Linked DNA regions of Zea mays: regions 1 and 3 are each linked to region 2. The links are chromatin contacts, called in public Hi-C maps. All regions are on one chromosome and are shown on one strand. The core of a region is the stretch at or near the end of the contact, and the rest is flanking DNA. Distances in the headings are between cores, read along the strand shown. Region 1 holds the start of LOC100284681. Region 2 holds the start of LOC100501566 (Glutamine-dependent NAD(+) synthetase). Region 3 holds the start of LOC100282908.

Region 1 (4,212 bases), core at 721-3,220, 340 kb after region 2:
ACCCTCACATAATCTGACAAAATGAACAAAATCAATGGAAGTCAGATATTTAATTAGCTTGTGCAGTGAGAAAAGGGCCAGGAACCATCAGAATTGCTTGCAAACAAATATAATCTGCCCTTTTGTCCTGAATTCTCTACAAACCAGCATTATCGTAGAATTTCTCCAAAAATATGATGCTATTAGATTTTGAATATGACATAACAAACTCATGTCCTCAAACTCCCAACTGCCCTGATGGGCCTTACTATGATAACTCATCCATAAAAGTAATGGAAAATTTTCTGACAGAAGGCTAATCAAACATCTATAGACCACTCTTAAGTCATATTTGATCAGGTTTCCTACAGAATCCTTGGTGGTTATATATTCACACAAACCTACCTATAAATGGAACTTGAAAGATTACAAGAACAATGAGATATTTTCCATAACTTACTCCATGACTATATAAACATAGTTGTCATCTTCGAATGCATTGTAAAAGTGTACAACATTTTCGTGCCCTTGTAATGCCTTTAAGATTTTAACTTCTCTCTTTACGTCTTCAACAGCAACAGGAAGGACCATCTGCAAGGAAAATAGCCCATTTGTGTCAAGTTAATTCTGTAGATTATATTTCAAAATATGAGTTAGTTCTGTACTTTTCTTGATATTATGAACAAATAACACTCTATGATGTACTGATAGTGAATGCGCATAGGAACAAATGTAAACCAACATGTGTCCGTTGAGGCCAAGGATCATTTTTGGAAGTGTTATATTTCTTATACAGCCTATTTCATTACAGATAAAAAAGAATGATCAGTTACCTTCATTTAGACAAAAGTGCAGAAAACCAAATATGTTCCTAATACCGTTATGTCACAACTGCTTAAGGCCAAAGAAGAGCTGTCATTATCCATGATCCATGATATGCTCATCAATAAGTTTTGTAATACAGACGCAATTCGTGACACTGAAAACGAGAACCAAACCATCAGTGGTGAACTCATGATCTCTGTAGCTTCCATGGCCGCTAATCAGTAGATCTAACTTGCCCACACTATGTAATCTAATCCAAAGATGAGGAGCTCTCTCCTACGTGTTCTCGGAAAGGAAAAGACTGCCCAAATTAGCAGATGTGTACAGTAACACCAAATAAGTCAGCACGTCTTTTCTTTTTTTTAGGGCAAGTCAGCATAGATGTCTTTATTTGAAATTCCTGTTTCTGCCGATTTGTCCATGTGCAGTGTACCGAGGCAATTGGCATTTGGCAACTTGTGACTTTTCCGAAGCTACCGCACTCGTGATAAACGAGAAGCACCAACAGCAAAACCTGCAGGCTAGCCCAGCTGGCGGCGTGACACAGCATAACTACACAATGAGGTCTCAGGCCTGGCCCACCCGTCAGCCAGCCAGCAACACGAGACGCTCCTCCGCCGATAAGGTAATGAGAAAAGGAACGATGAAGGCCCGGTCACCGGCGATCAGAGCACGAATAGCAGTACCTTATTCTTGTCGATGCGCTTGACGGCGACGCGCTCGGTGGAGGCGCGATCGACGGCGGCAAAGGTGTAGCCGAACTGGCCGTGGCCCAAAAGCTTCCCAAGCGAGTAGCGCACCTCGAAATCCTTGTCGTATCCGAAGTCGGTCCGCTTCCCGCACGCGACGATCCCGCGCCCCTTCTTTGCCGCGGCGGCATCACCCGCGGCTGCGGCGCCGGGGTCGGAGGCGGCCCGGGCGGCGGTGGAGGAGGAGCAGAGGCCCATCGTCAGTGGCTCCTTCCGGTGCCCCCGCAACCATCAATGGTCTAGGGGATTCGGAGTCAAAGGAAGAGGAGACTTTGTACTAGCTCGTTCTTTGGGGAGACTCGACGCGCCTCTCTCTTCTTCAGTGATCTGGTGTGATGGCGATGTCGTCGCCTCCTCCCTCCTGCCTGGTTTCGGGAGTAAAAAAAATGGCGGTGGCTCCGCGTCTGCGACTTGGCCCGCCGCGACACCTTGGCTGCCCGTCAAGATGACGTTGTGGGGACTGGAGAGGTGGGGCCCGCGTGTCGGTAGGTGGGCTGATTTTAGGGGCCGGTGAGGCGGGTTGGGTGGGGAGGGTGCGGGGTGACGTGGCGGGGAAATGGGAAGGAAAGAAAGGCGACGCGATTTGTGCGCGGATGTTGGTGACCTGGTGGCACCGTGTTGGACAGTTGGAGTCCCCGGGCCGGGTCCCCCCCACGGTGAGGGTGTTCTTTTTTATTATTTTCTTTCAATTGTACTAGGTGGATGGCCGTGCGTTGTAACGGGAAGATAAAATATCACGATAACTAATGTACAATTGTGTTATAATATTATAGGAAAAGGTTTCGTAATTTATTTGTGATCCTACCCATACATTAATATACAAAAACACTAATTATTATTCTATATTTTTGTTAGTATCACTAAAAGTAGATGTTTACATACCTTAAAAAATATAGGTGTATATTCATCTGTTGCTATGGAATCAATATGATAAGATACATTGATATGCAAAAATACTAATTATTATTCTATACTTTTGTTAGCATCACTAAAAGTAGATGTTTTCATACCTTAAAAGATATAGTAAGGTACGTGCCAGAGTAAGTCACTTTTTAAGGAATATACTCTGACATCATGAACTTAGAAAACTTGCTAGCAGCAATCCATCGCCTACTGCTTGTCTCTCTAGAAGAGGTAGCCAGCTCCCCTTCCTTCAAATACATGGAATGCTTGGTGTGATTTGAGTACAAGGAATGACAATTTCTACAATCAGAAGCTGCTAACTGCATACAAGCAAAACAAAAGGAATAATTCCATTTCACATTGAATAAGAGATTAGAAGTGGGAGCACAACTCGTTTGTCAGTTTTTTTGCCGAAGCCCGACGAAAATTACAAACAAGAAATGGATAGAGCAAGAAAAGGAGTGCTCTAAATTAATGACATCTAAGTAAAAGACATAAACCTTTTCCTTTCTGCTTCTATGTACCCTACATAAACAACCCAAAACTTAACCCCCTAGTTTGCAGACCGTGGGTTTGTTGCTGCTGCTCATCACTAACAAATAACAATAAAATCAATACGATAAAAAATTACAAGTAAAATGTCATTGAATTGCATACTGCAATTCTTTATAATAGAGCGAGGAGGGAATCTCGCCTCCCACATGGTCCACATCTTCACCATTATTTTCAGTCGATCGATCTCATATCCACGTCTTCTGAGTGCAACTCGCACATGCGTGTACAGTACCTCCTTTGCATAAGGCTGCAGTGTGCGGTCCATCCTGATGCCACAAGAATCTTCCAGACGGGAGACGAAAGCGCGCCACAGTGGTAAAAGGGAAAATGGAGGAACCATCGTTGTCTCCGCCGAGCCGTGCCACCATCTGCTTACTTCCTTATCTCACCAACATTGTAGGCGATTGGTTCCTTTCTTTTCGATTCCTGTGTTTTTCTCCCATTCGAATAACGTTAAGAGTACCTTATTTGTTTAGTTAACACATCATCGATGTTGTTGTTCGTTCCATTCTTTTTTCATGCACCATATAATTAAATCATGCATAATTAAGATATTACTATTTGTATTATAGGATATAAGTGAGGCGAATAACATAAAATGTGCAAAAGAGATGTTCACACTATTCCAAAATGGAAGGTATGCATCTCATGGAAAATATATTTACTGAAAATTTATAAAATAACTGTTTCAAGATTCTAGATTTATAGAGGATATGTGTTTCCCCAACAACCCTGTTGGCAATTCCTTGCTGTAATTTAAATAAGACAAAAAAACTAAATTAGAATCTGCTTATAGAAAGAAACTCCAAGTAAAGCTCGAGAAGATTTATAGAAAGGTTCTCTAAGGCATCAGAACCGTTCAAGAGATATATGCAGGAGTAATTAAACGGATACCAGATATTAAAGTGAAAGCATGAGGTCGTGTTGCCAAATACTTTCTGAATATCACAGAAAATTAGAATGGAAGGAAGGTAACATGTTCTTCACGCTGATCTCTATTGCTATACAAATGTAAATTCCTTGGGTTTTACTTTCCTTGGTCTGCAGGTTGTCTTTGGACAAGTCAAGGTCCCTGAGATGTGAACAAATCCACGGCTTTCCTTGGTCTGACCTCTATGGCTATACAAGTCAAGAAATGCGCTTGGTTCACGAAGTCCTTGAAAACTTTCTTTTAGCGCACAGTTCTTTTGGGACAACTAAG
Region 2 (4,242 bases), core at 1,151-3,650:
CCGACAACAAAGGAGAGGACAAAACATTTTGCTCCCCAGTTTTGTTTGTTCAGTGGATAATATCATGTGGATGAAAACAGACATTCAAATCAGGTATAAAAGAATTAAAAAATCACCAATGTCATGTTGGAGATAATAATAAGTTAGTTGATAGGTTTTAATAATGAACGTCAGAAAATATAGAAGGGCAGACCTAGTGACGAAGGCTCCCAAACAGGGGTATGGGGAAGGGATAAACCGAAGCAAGCCTTACCCTGCAAATGCGGAGAGGCTGCTTCGAACCCAAGACCTGGTGACTCAGTGAGATACTCTCACCACTGCACCAGGCCTGAAAATATAATTACATCATGAATCAGATAACAAAGAAAAAATCTGCAAGAGCACAAATAACGACATTTTGAGATACCGTAATAAAGGCGGCCACCATCGCAACCCTGCTGATTAGCATACATGTAAACACCGCCACATGTTTGGGTTGCACTCCTTATGGAATCAATACGAAGATTGAGCTTCCTTAACTGATGGTGGCTTCCACTTGCATTCATGAAAACCTCAACACCATTCAATGCTAAGTCAATCCGAGGAGCGTTTGCTGTAAAGAGCTCTTCACAGGTTTCAGCAGCCAAAGACCTGGACAAAAGGAGAAAAAAGATCAAATAGTAACTAATGCTTAAATAGTGTTTTATCATCAATAATACAATTACAGGTAGTATATAAATTCACTAGTTTATGAAGCATATAAACTAAACCTTCATGGATAAACTGCAGAACATTTCAAGCTCAGAAAGTGGTGTGTCTTATTTCATTCCAATATCCAACTCGGTTTGAAAAAAGGTTTAAATTCAGCTCTTTGATACCATGTACTCCTACATGATGAATTGACTTCACATCCATGGCAACAAACCAATATTTTTATCTAGAACATTCACTAGAAAAGCAGGAAGCTAAAAGAACAACCACAGAAACAAATTCAAGCACCATTCATACTTACACATCTATAAACCGCATGTATCCATAACCAAAAGGCACCGTATCCTGGGATATTGCCTCTGAGACTTCAACGGGGAGCTGAAAATCAACAATCTCGCCTTTAAATGTCCAAGCAGAAAACCAACGGAATTCCCGATAATTTCCATCATTTGCAAGGGACATCTTTGGTCGGATCATGATTATCTTACGATTTAGGCAGAAGACCTGGCAATTATACCGCACACTATTGAAAATAACTGGCATTCCTATGCTGCATAAGATGTTGTCCGTATAGTCCCCAGTTAAAATGTCCTTTAAGCACTCCCATCTGCAGATTGATACACATAATAACTAACAGCAGCTGCATATAATACATAGACAGATAACAGAACACAATGCATGAATAATATAGTGTATTTCATATAAGGAGTGCATATTTAGCAGCTGTGTCAAGATAAATGAAATGGTTTGAAGTCCCTGAATGCAGAAAAATACAACTTAAAAGGCATGGATGATTTGGTTGTCCAGTCATACCTTTTTATTTTTTACTTGTCAATTTATTTAATTACATGTTCTTTTGTATACCGGACAGAGATAGTTTTCCTATAAAAAGACTAAAGGCCTGTTTGGTTCGATACCTAACTTGTCACACTTTACCTAAGGTTAGTTCTTAAATTTAAACGACTAACCTTAGGCAAAGTGTGTCGCAGTTAGCCACGAACCAAACAGGCCCTAAACTTGATTAGTACAACTCCTAGACAACATAGCTAATTCAACCAAGGTGGAGAAGAGAAGTAACCCATTCCACCCGAAGTGAACTGGTTCCACCAGAGTGAATTAAAAGTAACTGAGTGAAACAGAAGTAGCTTATCCTATCCTACCAGAATGTAATCTAGCAGAATCCTCCGAACTGTTAAAAAAGATTTAAGGCTCTATCACACAGCCACTGTAATATAGTACGGCATGCTCTTATCTCCAGGAACAGAATAGTTAGAAAAAGGAGTAGAGGACTAACGAATTATATACAATATGAGGCATGGGAGTCGAGCAGGGCCAGCCGAGACTATTGAGATAGAAAGTAGTAGGCGCTGACGTACGCGTGGGCGGTGGTGTCCTGCTCGAGGAAGTGGTCCTCGCAGCCGTAGCCGGTGAGCTCGAGCTCGGGGCCGACGCGGATGACGGCCCCAGCAGCCTTGGCGCGCTTGATGGACTCCTTGACGTTGCGGAGGTTGGTGTCGAAGTCCATCGCCCACTGGTTGAGGTTGCACGTGGCGACCCGCAGTAGCCTCATCTCGCCCGCCACCCAGATCAGGGGCCACTCCCTTCCTCCTCCCTAATCGAGACCGCCGACCTGCGAGGCTCGTTGGTTCGGCTTTCGGGGCGCGAAGGGGAATTGAATGCAGCAGTCGGCCGGCGGCGGAAGAATATTTGGTTTCGGCTCTGGCCTCTGGCTGTGGCCTGTGGGGGATCGAATCACAGAAGAACATCGAAAGCACCGGAGGCGTGCCCGCGTGGGCGGCTCGCCCGGCTCCAAAGGTCGAATCGGCGCCAGCTGTCTGCTGGAATCCACCTGTCAGAACTCAAAGCCCTACGCTTAGGCTGCCAATGCCTCGCCTATACGTAGAGATCGTCGATTCTTCACGGGCAATTTTTTCTATTAGAGGATGAAGATGAGAAAACATTTACTCCACGAGAATATAAACGGGTAAAATTCATTCTCCGACGACGCGTAAACAGGATGGAGATAGAGAAGCATTCTTCATCCCGTTCCGCGCAGGGACTCATTAAATTTGTACGTGACGGATTATTTTACTAATTAACGATAAAAATAAATAATTACCTTATTAAGAAACCATTAATTATACAAAGTATGCATAATGATTTCTTACATCTGACAATGTGTATAAGTGACAATGTTTTACATTAATAACAAAGATCGTATGTCCTAATTATAATTTAAACGGGGATGAGATCCCGTTGGGGATTTATCCCCGCGGTGAACAGAGATGGGAAAGAAATGTTCCTCGCAAGCGTTCATGGGATCCCCGCGGAGAATTTTTTTCGTCGCGGGAACGGGGATGGGGAGCTATTCTCCGACGGGGAATTCCTCGTTGCCATCCCTACCTATAGGTTGCACTGAGATGGCACTGCAACGGATTCGAGTCAGGACTTGTGGGTTTTAAATTTGTCGAGACTTTGTTTAGCTACTCTAGTATTCACTTCAATCCAATACATATATATATATATACTGTATTTATATATTACACCTGGGTGCATTCAATATAGAGAATGCACCCAGGCCGAACCTATGTGCCAGGTCCGAGCCAACCGTCTCACCCAGGCCGGTTTCGTCCCTCCCGCACGCTCCGGACAGAACCTTTTCATTTTCCCGCCCCCGCCCCTTTTTCTCCGTGAACGGCTCCTCCGCGAACGGCTCAACCTCTTCACATAAGTTGCAATCACACCAGACTTGCAGTTGCAATTATACCAGACAGCAGTTGCAATCATTGTTTTTGTTTAACAGATTTTTGGACATAGTTATATAGAAGTTGCAATCACACCAGACCAGCAGTTGCAATTACACCAGGCAGCAGTTGCAATCATTGTTTGTTTAACAGATTTTTGGACATAGTTATATAGAAGTTGCAATCACACCAGATCAGAAGTTGCAATTACACCAGACAGTAGTTGCAATTATTGTTTGTTTAACATATTTTTGGACATAGTTATATAGAAGTTGCAATCACAACAGACCCACAGTTGTAATTACACCAGACCAGTAGTTGCAATCTTGTTTGTTTAACAGATTTTTGGACATAGTTATATAGAAGTTGCAATCACACCAGACCAGCAGTTGCAATCATATTTTTTAACAAAATTTTTCAGAGTTATTCAGTACTTGCAATCACATAAGAGCAACTCAGCAGTTGCATCCACACTACACCAGCAGTTGCAATTACAACACACTATCGATTGCAATCATTTTGTTTACATTTTTTAACAGATATTTGAGTAAAATTATACAACAGTTGCAATCACACATAATGCGGGCTTGCAATCCCACCTAATGCGGGGGACAGGGAGGCACGCAGACAGAGAGGCGTGCGGCGGCGCGGGGACAGGGAGGCGCGCGGCGGCGCGAGGACAGGGAGGCGCTCGTCGGCGGTGGGATCTAGGTTTAGAGGATCGGAGGAAGAAGGAGGAGACGGCGGCGGCGCGGGGATAGGGATGCGCGCGGCGGTGGCGGGGGCGGGGAGGCGCGCGAAACAGGAC
Region 3 (4,417 bases), core at 1,912-4,411, 260 kb after region 2:
AAAAAGCTCTTGAGCAGGACCTGGTTATGCAGGGAGACGTTGATGAAACATTAACAGAGCAGTAGGTACGAAACACATTAGGGCCTGTTCGTTTGTACAGGATTAGACCAGGATTCATTCCAACTTATCAAAACCTACATAAATTAGAGAAACAATCCGGCCAGGAACCGTTCCAGGCCTTCAATCCGTGAAAAACGAACAAACCCTTATTAAGATTAACCACAGTTACCTATCGGATCAGATGAGTCCACAATTACTGCGTCATAAGTACCTTCTGGAGCATTTTTCAAAAAGGCAACCCCTGCATCAGCATGCCAACAGAGATTTTAAACAACACATAAATATGTAGCACAAATGTATTAATCAAATACATAGCATAAACATCCATCAAATAATGAAGTGAGCCATTAAAAATCAATATTAATATTTTAAAAGATATCGGAAAGAAAGGACATGACAAACTATGCAGGGATATCAAGCTGAAGCTGGAACTGTGGAAATAAAAAGCAGGGGCCAGGCCCAGGCACTATCAGGGGAACTTCAAAATGTAGCATATGCCAATTTAGTTATGGACCAAATAATAAACAGAAATAGAATTGTCATTCAAAATAAACTAATATAATAATACACATTCAAAAGTCCAACAGGAATTAACATGGATGAGACACAAACCCAACTAAAATACCAACACAAGTTGAAGTGTTGAAAGCAGAAGTTGTGTATCCTATGTATTGATTGCAATAAAATTCAAGCTACATTTGAATCAGGGACAGATAATGCTCACATGTTGTCTCCCAAATAAATATTATGCAAAGCAAAACAAATCTTGATAAGCACATAATATAACATGCTACTAACCATCTCCAATGTGTAATGACACACGAGGGTCTTCAAATCCAACAGCTAAATGAGGGAAAAATTGTTTGGAGACCTGCAAAATGGAATAAACAATTAAAAATAAGTAACACAAGAGACAAAACATTGAAAAGGCTATATAACTGTTTAAGACAACAACAAAGCATTTTAGTTCCAAGCAAGTTAAATTAGGTTAACAAAATTTCTTTAAGAAATTTGCTTGGGTAGGTTAACAAAATTGCTGTAAGAAATTTGCTAAATCTAGGGAGGTGATTACATCTACAAGACTACAACAGACAATAGTTCATCAAACTGGCAATAATCATGAAACAAAGAACACCTAACATAAAAACACAGATAATGCTATCAGAGCAACTATTACACAAGACGGTATTTAAAAAAACGATAGCATATTACAAAATTTTAATTAATAAAACATTTTGTATTGTGTGATGCCAAGCAACATCATTTCATCAGTATGCTTCCCACTAGTTCCATGCAATGAAATAAAATTGGAATCGATCTTGTGTGATATCTAGCAACAGCCAAAGATAGTGTTTAAGTGGCACAGATTGCATCAGCACACTGTTAGAAACAAGTTCCTCCTATGCATACAATTACATCAAGGAGGGACCTCATAGTATATTACTGTTTGTGGTCCATTTGGCAAAATGAGATGAATGAAAAGGAAACAGAATCATCAGACAGCAAGCTTACATAGCTAGGATTGTACCAGGGAAGTAATACCAAGCAAAACACAAGCCCAAAAGAGAAGATACAATTAGAAACAGTATTATTTCACTTAGCTGCTCCTAGAACTTGAGGTCAGATCAGAATGGCACAAATCAGTAGTAAAAAATGCAGTATCAAAATACGGAAATGAATGCATTTTAAACATTGAAAACAGCACAGCAGAAGCAGCTAACATCACAGTCAAAAAAATCAAGTAAATGAAGTAATACCAGTAAAATCAATTGAAGACCTAAATTTGAAGCAGCTAACATCACAGTCCAAATACAGGAAGAGAAATCTTACATCTACCACCATCTTGTCAATTTCACAGATGTCAATTTGTTCCACAGAGGAATGCCGTGAAACCTCACGCAGAACACCACCGTCACCCCCTCCAATAACCAACACCTGTGTACCATGAAACAATTTAAAGTTACATCCAATAAATTTTAGAAACTATTCGCATTCACCATTTTGAAAAGTATAAAAAACACCTAGTTAATGAACTTGGCAATACAACCACATTCTAACATTTTTTTTACAACAGACTTCTCCAGGCACTACAAGTTTTCAAACAAATTATAAACGAGAACTGTAAGTAACCGATGACCTATTCTTACATCTGTTTCAATCGATGCAAATAGCATCAGAGTACACATTTTAATGCTAAACACACCACATCATGTACGTGATTATCCTTGGCTATGATCCCGCAAGTATTTCAAATTCGCCTCAACAATCATGCCATAATAAGCTAATAATTGCAGTTTCGATTTAGTCTATTTGCCATAAAAATAAATGAAGAAATGCATTCAGCTTATTTTCTAATAATTGTATATAAGTCAAACAAAGATGTTCATAAAGGCAAGGTACCAACAGCGAAAACAAAAGATTATGGCATGTACCTTCTTGGGGTCTTTGATGGAGCAAAGGGGCAGGTGAGTGATCATCTCTTGGTACGCACACTCATCCCTCTCCGTCACCTGAATAACTCCATCGAGGACGAGCACCTTCCCGTACGTAGAGGACTACAATTTGAAATGCAAAACAGAGAGGCACAGAATCAAGCCCAGTTGACGAATCGCAGGTGGGGTTTAGGTGCGCCAGCAAATAGGGTAATTAACGATTACCTGAAAGACCATAACGCTTTGGTAGTCTGACTTCCCTTGGAACAGCACCTTGTCCACCTTCAAAGAGTGCGCCTCACCTGCCATTTAGTATCCACCAAAATAGACCCACGAGCAAGGGCAAACGCACGTGGTCAGCATGAGCAGGCAGTGACGAAAGAAGAATATCCGAGCTCCGAAGGGAGAGTGTGTGCGCTCGACAGGACAGGAGAGCATCACGATGCGCAGCAGAGGAGCGGAGCGAATAGGAGGCGCAGAGCAGCGGAACGCACCGGGCCACATGGGGCTGATCTCGGAGAACCATCCCGGGATGACGGCGGAGATCCCCGCCGCGGCGGCGTCCTCCCCGCTGTCCCGCGTCCTCTTGGCCGCCGCCTCGGCTTCCATTCCGAAACCCTGAGCGCGCGAGGGAGGGGTGTGCGGGCTGGCGGCTGCTGGGGAGTGGGAGAGGGGCGCCGCGCTCGCAGCCGCGTTTGCCTTCTGCCTGCGAGGGTTTGGGGTTTGCTCGCCACGCCGTATATAAGAGGAGGGCCCGGGCCCGGCCCCGGCAAGCGGCGCGGCGCCATATTCCACAGGGCCTTTGATGCGCTGGCCGGTGGAGCCACCGCTTTGCGGGGCGCCCCAAATCACTGCGCCGAGTGGCCGTCGTCGTCGTATGGGCGGGGGAGAAATGCTGCTGGATTTTTATTTTATTATATTCGGCGGATCAAACTGTGGGGGAATCCTGCTTTATTTATTATTCGATTCCATGATGCCCCCCTGTTGATTGACGTGCGTGCATGCCTGTCGTATTGGATGCTGAGCTATTTGAATTTTATTTTTTTATTGAAGAAAAATAGACTGCCTCGACACGAGTACGCACGCTAGTAGTAGCTTCACCGCTGTGTCCGACGGCCGTTCCATCGTTCATTCTAGCGATGAAAGTGGTAATCCGAACTGTTAGAACAAATTTAATATTTTAAAATAGATATTTATAAAATTTGATGTTGATCTTTTCTTATGTTATCAAGCACATTAGTACAAATATGAATAAAATATTATATAAGTTGTTTTATGTATTATTTGCTCCCTACAACACAAAAAGTTGAAAAAATTACCGAATTTGTTTCCGAATCCATACCGAAGTTTATATCTATTATTTGAGAAAATGTAGGATGAATTTGAGGTTTACCTTTTATGAATCTTAACAAGCTGGATGTTAAAAACAAGAATACAAATTTGTATTGTATATTCTATATCCTATTTGTTCGCAATCAAAGGAAAAACTGATTACCGAATAAATACCGTTTCCGACCGTTTTCATCCCTAGTTCATTCAATTTATTCAAGGATGAGCTGCTGCGTTTTCCTTCCTGTCGCTGGGACGCTGGATGCGTGAGGATGAGTCGATGAGCACCTCTGTTGGGGGTTGTGGCACGTCACACTTGCCCTCAGTCTCACCAACTCCACTTCCGGCGAGAGTTGCGACCGCTGCAGTGGTCGTGTGCACCGCATAGAGGCGCTTGTGGACCGGTCAGCGTCTAGGCTCAGGCCTCTTTTGCTTAGTAGAGGCGGTAGAGCATCTGCAACAGTTATGGGGTGTTTGGTTTGAGGAATGAGTTAGTCTATCATCTTCTCACTCCTCACTATTTTTGTTTGGTTTGTGGAATAGAATGAGTTGATCCATCACCACCTCATTCCTTATATTTAGTTAGTTAGTACTAA

Evidence for each region. A called contact is a pair of places that touch in the nucleus more often than the background predicts.
Region 1: a contact with region 2 is called in a Hi-C map of ear, with 2.4 times the contacts expected there. The contact joins the promoter of LOC100284681 here to the promoter of LOC100501566 in region 2. A contact is called at or near these places in 4 of 25 Hi-C or Micro-C datasets (ear, leaf and tassel).
Region 3: a contact with region 2 is called in a Hi-C map of leaf, with 4 times the contacts expected there. The contact joins the promoter of LOC100282908 here to the promoter of LOC100501566 in region 2. A contact is called at or near these places in 7 of 25 Hi-C or Micro-C datasets (bundle sheath, ear, endosperm and 2 more).

The regions. Positions count from the first base shown.
Region 1 is chr2:161,803,644-161,807,855 of Zm-B73-REFERENCE-NAM-5.0, forward strand. LOC100284681 reads right to left here and starts at 1,971. Exons shown (of 12, transcript NM_001157576.1): 1 at 1,491-1,971; 2 at 440-570; 3 at 1-13. The coding sequence starts at 1,751.
Region 2 is chr2:161,464,040-161,468,281 of Zm-B73-REFERENCE-NAM-5.0, forward strand. LOC100501566 (Glutamine-dependent NAD(+) synthetase) reads right to left here and starts at 2,401. Exons shown (of 3, transcript NM_001196258.1): 1 at 2,067-2,401; 2 at 992-1,297; 3 at 1-630. The coding sequence starts at 2,260. The coding sequence ends at 312.
Region 3 is chr2:161,724,754-161,729,170 of Zm-B73-REFERENCE-NAM-5.0, forward strand. LOC100282908 reads right to left here and starts at 3,162. Exons shown (of 9, transcript NM_001367095.1): 1 at 2,987-3,162; 2 at 2,718-2,794; 3 at 2,493-2,615; 4 at 1,891-1,995; 5 at 859-931; 6 at 230-301; 7 at 1-20. The coding sequence starts at 3,101.